2 separate regions of the Ovis aries genome follow, and region 1 is linked to region 2. Evidence: chromatin contacts called from public Hi-C data. All regions are on one chromosome and are shown on one strand. Each heading gives the region's core, a stretch centred on a gene start, on an enhancer-like site or on the middle of the called end of the contact. The rest is flanking DNA. Distances are from core to core; before and after follow the strand shown. Region 1 has its middle 19 kb from the start of TRNAS-GGA. Region 2 holds the start of PTX3 (pentraxin 3).

What was found. A called contact is a pair of places that touch in the nucleus more often than the background predicts.
Region 1: a contact with region 2 is called in a Hi-C map of tail adipose tissue, with 4 times the contacts expected there. The contact joins the enhancer-like site here to the promoter of PTX3 in region 2. A contact is called at or near these places in 6 of 16 Hi-C or Micro-C datasets (blood, hypothalamus, liver and 2 more).

What each region holds. Positions count from the first base shown.
Region 1 is chr1:231,136,055-231,138,754 of ARS-UI_Ramb_v3.0, reverse strand. No RefSeq gene overlaps it. Among named protein-coding and RNA genes, the nearest start is that of TRNAS-GGA, 19 kb to the left of the region's middle. Within about 2 kb of position 1,269, at least 3 of the 54 cell types and tissues checked have an H3K27ac peak or open chromatin away from gene starts, as enhancers often do. A contact at or near this core is called in tail adipose tissue, where this site is marked.
Region 2 is chr1:230,871,570-230,874,408 of ARS-UI_Ramb_v3.0, reverse strand. PTX3 (pentraxin 3) reads left to right here and starts at 1,306. Exons shown (of 3, transcript XM_004003220.5): 1 at 1,306-1,526; 2 at 1,934-2,338. The coding sequence starts at 1,397. All of the region lies in intron 5 of VEPH1 (ventricular zone expressed PH domain containing 1), which reads right to left.

The DNA.
Region 1 (2,700 bases), core at 20-2,519, 260 kb before region 2:
ACCTTATTCCTGCGTCATGGGTCCAACAGGTTTCCTTCTTTTTCAGAGGATACTAGTTCAATTCTTTGAAATTTTCTTCTGTTGTCTGCATTGTCTTTGTTTCTTCAATTTTATTATTATTTTTTCCTTTTTGTCTTGTTCTGTGTCTCTTATGTTGGAGATTTTCATAGATTGCTTGGTGAGCCTTGGCTATCTGTCATAAGAGTGAGGATGCAGAAGGCTGATTTTCGTGGGAAGGTGGGAGCCTGATGTGTGGAGGACTAACAAGGTGGAGTGAGCCGATCTCTAGAGGGCTTGCCCAGTGTTAGAGCACAGAAGGATCTACTTGCTCTCTAGTGTTGGAGGGGGCCCTTCGGGCTGGTCTTCCAGCTTTCTGGGAAATGAGTGGGCAAATGGGTTGGAAGGTCCTGCAGACTAGACTGTGGACGTCCCCTAAAGTGATTCTACTTTCAGTTCGTTCGCAGCCCCTGCCTTTCCTCTGGGAAGGGGTAGAGGCGCTTTTGATCTCTGAGTCCCCAAAGTCCTAGGATGGGATGAGCTTGCTAATCACTGTTCCCTTCTCTGCAGGTGCTTGTTTTCAGCTTTTTATTGGGTTAGTCTCATTCATTTTGATCTCTCTTATTCTTTATTTCCTTGTGGATTTGTAACTTTTACTTTCCCTTCCTGTATTTTGTTGGGGAGGGCATTGAGAGAGGAGATAAAAAGCACATGTTCAATTCTCTATCTTTTCAGGTAATTAATAATTCATTATTAAACCTTGTAGATGATCACTGCATGATTTTCCCTTAGAAGATGACTTCTTCAATCACAAATATAATTAACTACTTTAACAGGGGATTTAATGCTCCACCAGTTAAAGGAACTCAGATGTATTAGGGCCATTTAGTGGACAGTTTGAATTAAGCACCATGGGCTTTAAAGAGCACCTTCTGAAAACTAGGAAAAGAGCTAGAAAGCTTCACTACTCATCTCAGCGTCTCTGTGCAAAATCTCCCCAAATAGAAGGGTTTCCTCTTCATTTATTTCATAGGTTATTTCAGTACTTATTTCATTTCATCTTTATGGCTATTTTAAAGTCTTGGTTGTTGAAATTTAAAATGTTTCTCTACTAATATTCTTGTGGAAGGTGAAAAAATAACTGACTATTCTTCTTTCTTTATATCAGCCTTTTTATTCCAGGAGGATTCGCTTCTATTTCTCTCTCCTCTAGGGTATTTATTTCACTAGTCTACAGCTGGCCTTTCCTAGGAATTAATTGAGGAGAGAAAGGCAGATAGGATTGGGCTGTTGGACCCGGGTAGAGGCCAGCCTTTGCAGTGCCTCTGGTCAGCTGGGACAAGCTGTCAGTGAATTACACTGCTCTGTGGTTATTAAGACTTCACGTTACATGTGAATTGAAAAGACATAAGTTATCCAGTCTCTCAATCTTGCCCTCAATAATTTACTTAAAAAAAAATTGTTCCAGAGATTTCAGGCTGAAATTTAAAATTATCTCTCTCTTTTCATAACTCCAAAAGTATTTTATTATTTTACATCCATAGCTATAGGATCTATTGTAGATATTCTCAAGCCTCCATTCAGCCAAATCATGAGAGTTCCCTCAAGGGTTCCCACAGGGTCAAAATATGTGAATCACAGTGCTTGAGCCAAGTGCAAACCAGCTGGGATTTTAGACAGATCCAAGTGTGAAGCTGAAACCTACTACGTCATTTAAATGCCCTCTAGTGGCCACGTGTCATTTTTAGTTCTCAAGCAAAACAGTTTCAGTGCCTTCCAGGCTTCCCTGGCTCAGTGGTGAAGAAACCGCCTGCCAATGCAGGAGGTGCAGGTTCAGTCCCTGGGTCAGAAAGACTCCTTGGAGAAGGAAATGGCAACCCACTCCAGTATTCTTGCCTGGAGACTCCCAAGGACAGAGAAGCCTGCTGGGCTAGGATCCATGGGGTCGCAAAAGAGTCGGATGCGACTTAGCGACTAAACAACAACAGCAATAACAAATATCTTAGAGTGATTTACCTGATAGTTTTGAATTAGGGTTATTATTAGCTGCTTCTGCTCTTGGAGTGAAATGGAACTGGAATATTTCCTGATCATAAAAAATGTTTAACAGCCTGAAATGTGCCTAAACCTTAGCTCTTATTCCAGGTGCATCTGCTAATATGGCTACAAAATAAAGAGTTGCCGTTTGGTTTGCCTACTAGTGGTCACATAAACAGCACCAGTAGTTATAATTTATTACTTTGTAACTGAAGAGTAAAAAGAAGTATTATATGTAATGTGAGGTAACTAGTTGTTCAGTTCAGTTCAGTCGCTCAGTGGTGTCCGACTCTTTGCGACCCCATGAATCATAATAGCACGCCAGGCCTCCCTGTCCGTCACCAGGAACGAAATTCAAAATATTGATGGCCATAGGGTTCAAAGGATCAACAATCTTCAGTCTCAGAAAACTGAAGAGCTGTGAGAGAGACATTTTCATTTGTCCATAAATGAATGCCATGGGCAAGCAGATTAGTATGATAAAATAATGGTGGTGGTAGTAGTAGCAGCTAACATATACTGAGTGCTTGAATGCCAGATGCTATTCTGAATGCTCTGCTTGTATTAATGCACTACAATCTAATTAAGTAGGTTCTCTTACACCCATTTTTTTTTTTTTGCTACACCCATTTTATAGACAAAATTGACAAAATACAAACAAAATAG
Region 2 (2,839 bases), core at 57-2,556:
ACTTGGTTAACACAGAACTGAAACATCTCTTCCCCCTTCACCTCCCCTGATGTGTGTGCGTGCGCGTGTGTGTGTGTGTGTGTGTGTGTGTGTGTGTGTGTGTAGGGGGGCTCTAGATTCAGCTCATGGGCTCACTGACCAGTTTTTGGTTCCCTCTCTTTGGGTAGGTGGCATTAGTGGTAAAGAACCCACCTGCCGATGAAAGAGACATAAGAGATGTGGGTTCAATCCCTGGGTCAGGAAGATCTCTTGGAGAAGGGCATGGCAACTCACTCCAGTATTCTTGCCTGGGAAATTCAATGGACAGAGGAGACTAGCGGGGCTGCAGTCCATAGGGTCACAAAGAGTTGGACATGACTGAAGCGACTTATCACCCTTGGCCTCTGGATATTGTCCTTACTTTATTGGGAACTTATTTGTATATTTAAAGTTTTTAATTATTATTCAAATGTAAACACATTTCTAGTTTGGTTTTTTTTTTTTCAGCTTATATAGATCTCCATATACTGACAGAAGCGGGAATCCCTAAATTTACTTTAAAAACATGATCTTTGACTCTGAGCCTAGTGAAATAAGATACCCACATAATAGATTATGAAAAGAAACACACCTAAAAAGTCAGTTTATTCCTTTCCCCCGACTTCTCCTTATTTTCGGTTTACTGGTTTTGCTGTGCTTCTCATTAAAAAGTATGTTTATAAAAGTATAGTTGTAACTCCAGAAGGATTAAAGATGGAATGACTTGAAATGGATTTGGATTATAGAACCGTACAAATTCTTACTGTGTTGGTTTATCTTGAAATCAGAAAGTAACTTTCACATCTTAGACCTGTAAAACTGTACAAAGAAAAAGTGAAAAAATGTTTTCTATGTGTAAAGGGTTGTGAAATAATGAGAGCGCACACAAAATGCTGGGATGATGCTCTTGTTTTCACACCTCTATGCCTGCTGAATCTATTCCCCTAAATCTCTATTCCCCTAATCCCTCTCCTCTCCCTCTCATCCTTCAGTACTACCAATTCAAGTTACAACAGCTAATCCCCAGGGGGAAACAGTCCTAGCCTTGTCTTCCCCTTTCTTTCCCCTCTGACACTCCTCCAATTAATCTGACTGTACTGTAAACCTTTGCGGTTTACTATTGTGCAACGTCCCCCGTCCCCCACATCTCCTTCACCCTCCTTTCCCCCAGCCCCCTCCCCCACAAATCTGGGGAAATCCCGTTAAGGCAGTGCCACTGGCATTACTCATTCATCCCCATTCAGACTTTCCCCAGCATTTATTAAGGGCCCTCAGCTCCTGCCTCTCACTCGCACTCTCCTCCGCTCCTCCTGCACTCTGAGAGCCTCTTGCCTCGTCCCCTCCCGACAGCGGTGGGAAGAACGTCGTCTCTCCAGCAATGCACATCTCTGTGATTCTGTTTTGTGCTCTCTGGTCTGCAGTGTCGGCGGAGAACTCAGATGATTATGAGCTCATGTATGTGAATTTGGACAACGAAATAGACGATGGACTCCATCCCACCGAGGACCGTAAGTTCGTTTTAACTCTTTCTCTGCTAACCCTTAACTACATATCTACCTCCTTAGGTCTAAGTATTATACATATATTCTGTTGCCAATGCAATAAACAACAATAACCAAAAAAGAGTTTTGCCAAAGAGAAAAGCACGTCAGGAAAGGAGGTTTCATAAAGTTACTTCTCTCAGATACGTAATGGGCCGAACTGTATGAAATCGCCGGTATTCGCCTGTTCTGAGAGAATTGCCATGAACGGCAATTTCATCGAGTTCGGCTTATAAAACTTGCAAGGTTTCCTTAAAGGGAAGGGGGTCCTGGGGACGGGCTGTCACTTGGCGACCATCGAGGGAGGTCGGCATTTTACAAAGAACACCCGAGGGAGGGTCAGGTCTGTAATGCGTGTATATTCCCCACTCTAGCCACGCCGTGCGACTGCAGTCGTGAGAACTCCGAGTGGGACAAGCTCTTCACCATGCTGGAGAACTCGCAGATGCGGGAGGGCATGCTGCTGCACGCCACCGAAGCCGTGCTCCAGGGAGAGCTGCAGAAGCTGAGGGCCGAGCTGGGCCGGCTGGCGGGCAGCCTGCAGAGCCTGTGCGCGCCGGAGGCCCCCGCCGAAGCCAGGCTGGCCCGGGCGCTGGACGAGCTGCTGCAGGCGAGCCGCAATGCTGGCCGCCGGCTGGCACGACTGGAAGAGGCCTGGGCGCCGCGGCCGCAGGAGGAGGCGGGGCGGGCCCTGGGCGCGGTGCTGGAGGAGCTGCGGCGGACGCGGGCCGACCTCCGAGCTGTGCAGGGCTGGGCAGTCAGCCGCTGGCTGCCGGCAGGTAAGGACGCGGGGACTGGTGGGGACCCCTGCGCGGCTTCGTTCTCAAAGTGCGAGTTGCGGGAAACCGAGTCAGCCAACCAAGCCTCTAAGGGCAGGCTTTAGTGTGAGGAAACATACCGGCTCACACCCTTCTGTTTCGGCATGCGCGGTCACAGAGCTCAGATACATCATAAAAGGAGGGAAAATTGCTTTCAAAAGTAGTCAGTCTTCAGTCCCGAGGAACCCTGAAGATAGCTGTGTAGGTAACCATCACAGTATTGAAATAGACCTCAAGGGCCTCCAGACTGACACTTGATCGGACCAGGCGTTAGAGAAACTCTATTGGCGAGTTATAAGAGTGACTGCTCTCAATGTCCAGCTTCCCTCCGTTAGGGATTTCCACTTCTTCTAATATTAGCCTGCCTCTCTCTTTAAGGGAGCTCTGGTTCCCCGCGCTATTTCAGGACCCAGCCTAATTTTTAGGAAAGTTTTCCAGTCCCTGGCTGGCCCCTTCTCCCTA